Regions from separate parts of the Cricetulus griseus genome. Here region 1 is linked to region 2. A link is a contact called in public Hi-C data. All regions are on one chromosome and are shown on one strand. The core of a region is the stretch at or near the end of the contact, and the rest is flanking DNA. Distances in the headings are between cores, read along the strand shown.

Region 1 (4,470 bases), core at 716-3,215, 62 kb before region 2:
ACACCCATCACAATGTCTGATGAAAAGCAATATATCAATCGCTCTCTACATGGATGGCAACCAACCCACCCCAAAGCCTGGTCTTATAGCAAGGACACCTCGGGAACATAAGTCAGTAGTAGACCATGAAAACCTTTAAGTCCTATGACATCTGTGCCTTTGTGGAAGCCCGAAGCTCAGTGCGGAGGTAGAGCCGCCCAGGAATTTATTATCTCTCCATAACACTGAGCTTCCCAAATCCCCATGAAGCCCAGGAATGACATGACTGCAGAGTTTGTGGGCACACTGGCACCGAGAGCCCCTCCATAAATCAAGGTCTCACTTTTGCTGGCCACAGCCTGCTTTTTCCAAGGTGACCTGGGAAAAGTTAAAGGCTAGCCACTCCTGTGGGGGTGGTGTCTGTCTTTGACATGATGGCTGGAAATGGCTAAGGTGTCAGGTCTCTGGAAATAATACCTATTGACTCTCTGGAGGAATTGCAAAGAAAACGAAGGTCTTCCTACAACCTCCTACAAGTTGGAGGTCTGCCTACAAGAGGCAGAGGCAGGAGCACTCAATTTGGTCGGCTGGGGTAGACTGGAGGGGCCTATCCCAGTGCTGAGCCAGCTCCCTGCAAAGTCAAGGTGACCTCCACCTTGTCATCTGTTGCACAAGACAAGCCATGTCAATTGCAGAATCTTAAATCAGCTGTCCCAACCCCCCTGCGGATTCAGACCAGGACACTATAAGTCAGAGGTGAAGAAGGACTTGTCCAAGGTCACATGGCCTGAAGGGGAGCAGTTGAGGTGACCTTCTGGAGAGGCCACCTGGCAGAGAAGCCAGCTTCAGGTTCAGGTCTCAGAAACGTGGCCCCATCTAGCCATTCCCTCTGTCATCTTAATTTCTCCAGTGGCATCTAAATGAGTTGGAGTGAGGAAACCAAAGACTGTAAACAGTGATCTTCCTTTGCCAAAAGTGAGAGGAGAGAAATGAAATCATTCCTTCTGGAAACAGGTGACCAGCAAAGTCACTGGGTGTCCGAAGAGATCAAATGACTTGGGACACCAAGATCACACCTGCCTAATGTAGTCAAATCCCAAGTCAGAGAGACTGAAAGAATGTAAACAAGGTGCTAGAAAAAACAGTCCAGACGTTAAAGGAAACTTACAAAACACACTCTGTGGATACAGCTCAGTTGGCAGAGTGATTGTCTAACACGCACACCCGGGCATGGTGGCACACACCTGTAACTCCAGCAGCAAGAGCTGAAGTTCAAGGTCATTCTCCTTAGTGGACACCCTAGGCGACGTCACCCATCTTTCCTACTGTTACTTCCCCCACTTTCCCATCTCCACTGTTATAGAGGAATTATGTGAGTGTCTGGGTCACTCACCCCGGCATCGCAGAGCCTGGGCCCAGCCACAGATTGCTTTCGTTTTGGTTTTGCGTGTTTTGAGGCACGGTTTCGTGTATCCCAGACTGCCCTCCACCTCATTACGCAGCCAAAGATCCTCCTCCTGCCTCCGCGTGCCAATTTCTAGGATTCCAGCCCTGCGGGTTATGTACATATTTATGGATAAATGCGTGAGTGACACCTTTGTCAGTCATCCTTGTGATCGCCTCAATCACTCACCAACTGCCCCAATCAGCTAGGCGCTGAGGGGTTCTCTGTATTCAGCAAAAGAGCTGATCAGTCAAGAGTCAGACATGATTGACAGGCATCCTGGCAAGCGGAGAGGGATTAAAATCCCGACCCAGAGCAAAACGGGAAGGCTCCGCCCCTCCTCGTCTTTGCTCCGCCCCTTGCCAGCCACCCTTTCTCCCGCCCATCAGACTGCAGAGGTCACCCTAGGACCAAGGGAGGCCCAGTGGGCATGCGCCCTGCTGGCCGCCATTGCGCACGCGCGCTTCCCATTGGCTCGCTCGGGAAACCGGAAGCCGCCTCCCATTCGTTGGCTCTCAGGCGGCTAGCGGGCCTCGGGGTGAGAGGCCGGCTTCCACCGCGGTGTTCGACGGGATGCCGGAGGGTAAGGGGCGGGGCTGACGTTGGGAGCCAAGATGGCGGCGGCGGCGGCGGTGGCGGTTGGTGTCTCCTTGAGGCGCTGCTTCCCGGCAACGGCTCTCGGCAGAGCCCGCCTGCAGGTGAGGCGCGGGGCCGTGGCTCAGGGGGCGCCGTGCCCGTCCCCGAGGCTGCCTGGGGTGGGCAGGCCACGGAGAGGCGGCGGGAGCCCGGGTCCAGGCCTCGGGGGAGGACGTGCCACCTGCGCGCTGCCCCGGAGCGTCCTGTCACACGGCCCCCCGCGCTTCGCCACAGCCGCCGAGTCGCGGCCGGGCGGAGGTTGGGAAAGGTCAGCGGGAAGACGGAGGGCAGGGAGGGCATGTTCAAGGTCACGTGGCAGGCGCCCGGTTGTCGCAAGCCAGCTTCGAACCCAGAGGTTTGGACTAAGGGCGGCCTGCGGTGGGTGGGGCCGGGCCGGCCCCGGGAAGCCAGGTCGCACCTCCAGGGTGGGCTGATCTGGGTCGGTGAAGAGGGAACGCAGTGCCCCTGGCCCTCCCGGGAAAGGAGAGATGGCAGAAGCGACCCAGCCCTCGGAAGATGCGGACCCCGGTCTGTGGAAGCCTGCAGGCAAGACCCGGTTCCCGAAAGCGGGTTTATCCCAGGGTGTGTAGCGGCACCGGTCCCCGGCCGTTGACGTGGGATGACATAAGCAGAGCCCGGAGCTGCTTCTGTCTCTGCTACTGTGGTGGCCGTCACAGGGCTCCCCACACGCCCTGTGTCCTGGGGAGCTGCACTCTGCGGGTGTGCCTCCTCAGTGGGAGCATTTAGAAAGAAAGGCCAGAGAGACGGCCTCTGCTTTCTCAAGGGACTGGAGACTTACAAATCCCGGACGCGCTGTACTCCTGGACAGAACCTTTTAAAGGTGGGGACTCTCCTTAAAGGTTTGAAAACCGAGTCTCTCCATCGGCCCCCATTTCTTAAAACTTTTCCAGGGCACTTTTTATTTTTTAAGATTTTTTTTTTTTAATTTGTGTGTACGAGTGTTTGCTTGAATGTACGTAGGGGCACCGTGGGCCTGTCTGGTATCCATGGAGATCAGAAGGGGGAGCTTTATTCCCTGGAACTGGAGTTACAGGTGGTTATGAGACTTGATGTGAGTGCTGGGAACTCACCCCTGCTCCTCTCCAAACTGCTAAGACATATCACCAGTCTTGTTGTTTTTGTTTTGTTTTTGGACGGGGTCTCTTAAGCAGCCCTGGTTGCACTTTCGCTCCTGGAACTCAGAGATAACCCCTGTCTCAGCCCCCCATGCTCAGGGATTAAAGATGTGTGCTGCCATCCCTGGCCCTGCCACAGACATGGTTGGCATATAGAAATATTAGTTCCAGCCGGGCGTTGGTGGCGCACGCCTTTAATCCCAGCACTTGGGAGGCAGAGGCAGGCGGATCTCTGTGACCAGCCTGGTCTTACAAGAGCTAGTTCCAGGATAGCCTCCAAAGCCACAGAGAAACCCTGTCTCGAAAAGCAAAAAAAAAAAAAAAAAAAAAAAAAGAAATATTAGTTCCTTTTCTTGACTTTACTTGATCTCCCTCATCATAAGTGCCTGCTGTGCCTGCAAACACAGTACACACTCCACCATTTTGCAATCCCAGCCCTCATATGTGAGTACAATATTTACACATTTCTATCCCTCTCCTGCATGCTCCCCTGCCCCCTCTCAAATTCATTACTTTATCATTGCTATATATATATACACACATACACAATCTCTTGACCATTTAGTGTTGCTTATACATACATATGTTCAGTGTTGACAACATGGGATTGGATGCATAATGCCAATACCAGTTCACATGCTAACATGAATTGGGGGGAAGTTTCCCAAGGCCCCACCTCTAATTGAAGAGCTACAGGAAATCCATGGCTGCTGAGAAGGGGTGCATCAGGAAGGAGCCTCCCGATAGGTTTGCCAGTTAATGATTCTCAGGGACCTTGTTTTCTTTATCAGCCTCTTTCCATGTTGCTGAGGCAGCAGTAAAGTTGTAAGAGCCCCACCACTAGGAATGAGTTCTAAGGCCCAGGCTGGGCTTCCTAGAATGAACTATAGAAAAGCTGGTTTCACAGGCTGGTGTTAGCATTTCAGGAGAGGCCTTTGCCCACCTTCTCCAGGGACGTAAGAGCAAGAGAGGCATCCTCCCTGTGGGAAGGTTTTTGTGTTGGATTTGTATTCCTGAGAACCCATAATGAGCTTGCTGTATTTCTGTGGGCTTGTTGGTTCAGGTTCTGAACCTCCTGTGTGTGGTCTGCACCCCAGGACTGCAGTTCTGCTTGCAAGAGTTTAATTGTGATGGGTTAACTGTTAATAGCATGCCTTATTTCTTCATCTGGACTGTGGACTCCAGGAGGGCAAAGCTGCTTTTTACAGCTGTGCCTCTCTTTGCTCCTGGGTCTGGCAAAGCTTAGAATGCCCATCTGCCAGTCAGAATAACCCA
Region 2 (4,906 bases), core at 901-3,400:
ACACACATTTCTGCTTATGTAGCTGCCCAGGATGTGACAGCTGGCCCTAAGGGGTCTGTCTACCAGATGCATCAAATGCATAGGAAAATATTTCCAAACAGTCAGGCATTTTGGCACATGACTGTATGCCTAGCATTTGGGAAGCTGAGACAGGAAGACTGCCCTGAGTATAAGGCCAGCTTAGGCTACACAGTGAGCTCCAGGACAGCCTAAAGTGAGACCCTGTCTAAAAAACTGAGGCAAAGCAATGTGACTGCTGAACCTGTGCTGAGTGTGTGCAGACTTCCTGTCAGTATTCTCCAAGGAGAACAGTTCACATGGTTTGTATGAGCGTTAGCTAGCATGGTGCTCCAGAGACTAATGGTACAAGTGTGTGCAGTTTATACAAACACTGCAATTTCACTAAGCAGCCACAGGCATCCTTGGATTTGGGGAGACAGGGAGTCTGAAAATCCATGGCTACTGAAGTATCACGGTTCCATCACAGAGCCTTCCTGGCCAAGTAAGAAAAGCAGACGGAAACTTATTTTCAAGTAGCTCTGTCTCCTGCCTAGATGTGGGTAACCTTGGACCTGCTTGCTGAGTCTGTGAACTTGTCAGTGCTGGAATGCATTGATACTTATCTTCCTATGACTGCCTCACCCAATGTGTGCAGTGTTTCAGGACTGACCTGCATTTGGGCACATGTAAGCATGTCATTCCTTCTAATGGCTGAATACTACTCCACAGGATGAATATACCATATTTTTGCTGGTCTAGTCATGCCGATGGATGTTTGGGATGTCACTGCCATTTGGCTATTGTGAACAACGCTGCAATAGACTTTGTTATAGAAGTGTCTACCACATGCCTGTTTTCAGTTCTTTTATACTGAGAGTAGAAATGCTGGATCTCCTGCCTTTAACAATTCTATTTTCAGTTTTTGAAGAACTGCCAAGTTATTTCCCACAGCAGCTGCACTGACCAGTAGTCTCTCCCTTGCTTTATTTCTGCTTGCCTAATGTCCCCAAACCACAGGCCAAGATATTCTCTACTCCCTTCATACAGCTCTTCCCATGGCTAGACTCTAAGCTTCCTAAGAGCCCCGTTTACCAGCCTGCTTCCTGATCTATTCCAGGTGTGTGCTGACACACTAGGTACGTGGTCTGTAACTACTGAGTATGTCAATGGACCAGTGCTACTCCGGAAGGTCAGGCCTGGTTGTGCCTACCAAGAGGAACATTTCGGGATCCCAGTCCTGGTATGGAGGGATGTGGAACTGAGATGTCAGCCTGGAGACTTACTAAGAAGATGGGATTTGCCTGGCAGTGGTGGCGCACACCTTTAATCCCGGCACTCAGGAGGCAGAGGCAGGTGGATCTCTGTGAGTTCAAGGCCAGCCTGGTCTACAGAATGAGTTCCAGAACATCCAGAGCTACACATAGAGAAACCCTGTCTCAAAAACAAACAAACAAAAAATGAAGGAAGAAGGAGGAGAAGGAGGAGGAGGAGGGGAGGAAGAGGAGAGGGGAGGGGAGGACGAGGAGGAGGCAGCGGCTAGAGGGCTCCAGGCTGGAGAGATGGCTCAGTAGTTAAAAGCTGCAGCTACTCCTGCAGAGGACCTGGGTTTGATTCCCAGCACCCACATGGCAGCTCACAACCATCTATAGCTCCAACTTCAGGGGATCTAATGCCTCCTTCTGGTCTCTTCCAGCATCAGGCATGCACATTGACACACACGCATATATGCAGATACTCTCACAAACACATAAAATAAAGCAAAAGCATGGGGTTCCAAGATTCAGAAAATTCCTCCATAACAAAGCTACCCAGGAGCCCAGGATAGCCAAGGGGCTTGGCCCTCCCAGGGGTGTGGCTTCAGAGAGCCCTCTACAACCCTGGGCTGCACTCACCTCCCGTGGGTGCCTCCCTGGCTGGGGAGCTGGACACCCGCGCTGGGGAGCTAGACACTCGGCCCAGACCCAGGCCCCGGCGCAGGGCAGAGCGCAGGCCACCCAGCTGGACTTCGGCCACCCGCCGCTGCGCCTCCACGCGGGCCAGCTCCGCCTCCAGGCCCTGCGCCCGGCCCTCAGCTGCACTCAGCCGCAGTCCCAGCTCCGAGGTCTCTGCCCGAACTGCCTCCAGCCTCAGCTCCAGGCCCCGGGCCACCTCCAGCTGCTTCTTCTCGGTGACTCGTGCCTCCTCTAGGGAACCCAGCAGGCCGCGCTCGCGAGCCCGGAACTCAGCCTCTTGTTCCTGCAGCTTCCTCTGGGATCCCTGGAGCTGGGGCGGAGGTGAAGCCAGAAGACATCACAAGGCTGCCCCTGGCCACCATCTGGTGCCCACCACTCCAGGGATCACACCTGTGCCTTTAGTGGTCACCACTCTAGGAGGAGGGGAAAGAACACCCGTGTGTGTATGGGGCCGGGAATAATTTGAATTCGCTTCTTATTTGCTCCTGCTGTTTATGGGTAATGAGCAGTTGGTAATGACAGTTACATTCACATAGTACCAGGCAATACGTTCCCAAAGAACCCAGAACCACTCTTGACCTTTCTGAGCCCGCCTGGTTCTCCTAGTAAAATGGGGTTTATATTACCGACCTCACAGGCAGGCTGTGGGAAAAATCAAACATGGCTGTCTTGAGAGTCTCTCCATGACATTTGGTATCTGCACACACTAGGCCCACAGTTTCTTTGGCTTGTTAATATTAATACACCCGAGGGAGAGTCCCAGAGTCCTCTGGAGGGAAGCACAGGCATACAGTAGCCCACCCTCCTCTGGCCAGCCCAGCCCACCCAGGTACCTCCTGCTTCAAGGCCTCCAGGCTGCTCTCGCCTTTTAGCAACTTCTGCCGCAGGCCCAGCACCTCTCGACGGCTGTCCTTCTCTGCCCGCTCACCCAGGGCCAATCGGCCCTGCAGGTCTGCCAGCTCCCGACCCAGCCTGACATTGTCACTGTCCAGTATCTTCATCTGTGAACCAGAGCAGGCAGAGAAGTCAGCAGGGCCCAACAGTTCTGCCTAGTCCTGGCCCAGGATGGACTGACCTAGGATGCAGGTATCAACTTAGTACTCCAAGTGCATGGGGAGCCTGCCCTGGTAAACTCACTGGACTCAGGTCATGCCAAGCACCTGGCCCCAATGGTTTATATGCCACTTAATGGTGGGGGGGCACAGCAGGGGAGAGCCTGAGTTGACATCCAACCAACCTAGCAACTATAGCTGGGAACTGACTGATCAGAAGCCTTCAACACGTCCCCAGCAGAGCCTAGCACATGACACCAGGCTTGACTGCTGACTTTGAGGGGCCTGGAGAGAGGGCATTATTTTCAGGAATGCCACCCATTTGAAACATCAGTCTCTGGCTATCACATGGGGTCTCCACTGTGGCCATAAGCTGTTTCCTGTTCTTTGGGCCTTTTTAGAATGGGAAAGCCTGAACCTTCCAGAGTGTGGGCAGTACCCAGCATATAGCAGGTGCTTGATCAGTGCTTGCTGGCGATGGGGTTGCGATCTAGTCAGAGGTCAGCCCCTACAGTCTGCAGACAAGTTCAGCCATTTCCTGTTTCTACTAAGGCAAGGACAGCTCTTCTATTTTCAAACAGCAGAAAATGGCTTAAAACCAAAACACAAGGAAACAAAACCACAGAGAAAAACAGTATTTCCTAACACATATTAATTACATGAAGTTCAAATCTGTGTTCAAAAAGGTTGGCTGGAGCACACTCCCATGTATTCATATTTCATGCAGTGTGTGTGTGTGAGCGCGTCTCACGTGCATCTCCCATCTTGTGCTGGATATCAAACACAAGCTTTGGGCATGTTGGGCAAGCATCATGTCACTAAGCTACACCCTCAACCTCTTACGGATATTTTCCTTTTTAAAAATTTTTAAAGGCGTGGTGGTGCACCCCGCACATGGGAGGCAGAGACAGGCAGATCTCTGAGTTCGAGGACAGCCTGGTCTACAAAGTGAGTTCCAGGACAGCCAAGGCTACACAGAGAAACCCTGTCTTGGAAAAAAAATTTTTTTTTGCTTATTTATTTTTACATATATGAGTGCTTTGGCCTATATGTCTGTCTGTGTATCACATATGCCTGGGGAGGCCAGAAGAGGCCACTGGCTGCCCCGGGACTAGAGTTACAGACAGTTAGTTATGAGCTGCCATGTTTATGTGATAGGAATCGAACCCAGGTCTTCTGGAAGAGCAGTCAGTGCTCTTAACTGCTGAGCCCTCTCCAGTACCTACTTTATCTTCTGGCAGTACTGGACAGTGAGTTAGTGATTTACAGCCTTGCTGTTTAGGGCCTCAGTAAGTCAAGACTGTTCTTGAACAGTCCTTGCAGCCCAGGCAGGCCTTGAACCTGAGACCCTCTGGCCTCAGTCTCCTCAGTACTGAGATACAGCCCCACATCACCATGCCCAGGTTATGGCTGCTTTCTTCCAGCAGTAAGGTGGGGGAGGGGTGAGACAGAGCCTGTGGCCTGTCAGAGTGGAGGCTCACAGCTCTCAGCTCAGCAGTTTGCTAGCCTGACCTGGCTCCTGTATCGCTCAGGTTCCTTTCGACAAGATGCTGGGCCTCCTGTGGGGACGCCTGAGTCTGAATGTGACACAGGACACACAGTTCACAGGTAGAGGGCCCCTGAGAGCCCATCAGCTCTACAGCAGTTTCTTCTAAACTGAAACTCTCCAGGAGGGAGGGAAGGCTCCTGAGAGCTGGGAGGTAAACACAGCCTTTCATGAGGGAATGGAAATCTGGAAAATTCTCCAAAGCCCCTCCCCAGCCTTATAGATAAGTAAACAACCAATGGGGGAGGGGACTCCCTGTCCAGCTGCCTGAAGCTGCACAGAGAGCTCCCAGGCTGTGGCCTTTGGGAGTAGCTGCCCGTGTCAGGGTGGTGTTTATGTGATGTGGCCAATTTTGA

The links. Hi-C and Micro-C count contacts between places; a contact is called where the count stands out from the background.
Region 1: a contact with region 2 is called in a Hi-C map of the CHL-YN cell line, with 2.3 times the contacts expected there. The contact joins the promoter of Sdhb here to the enhancer-like site in region 2. A contact is called at or near these places in 3 of 8 Hi-C or Micro-C datasets (the CHL-YN cell line, the CHO-K1 cell line and liver).

The regions. Positions count from the first base shown.
Region 1 is chr2:12,291,899-12,296,368 of CriGri-PICRH-1.0, reverse strand. Sdhb (succinate dehydrogenase [ubiquinone] iron-sulfur subunit, mitochondrial) reads left to right here and starts at 1,965. Exons shown (of 8, transcript XM_027399889.2): 1 at 1,965-2,121. The coding sequence starts at 2,038.
Region 2 is chr2:12,229,150-12,234,055 of CriGri-PICRH-1.0, reverse strand. Crocc (rootletin) reads right to left here. Exons shown (of 35, transcript XM_035439440.1): 24 at 2,786-2,953; 25 at 1,893-2,262. Among named protein-coding and RNA genes, the nearest start is that of Mfap2, 13 kb to the left of the region's middle. Within about 2 kb of position 2,150, at least 1 of the 6 cell types and tissues checked has open chromatin away from gene starts, as enhancers often do.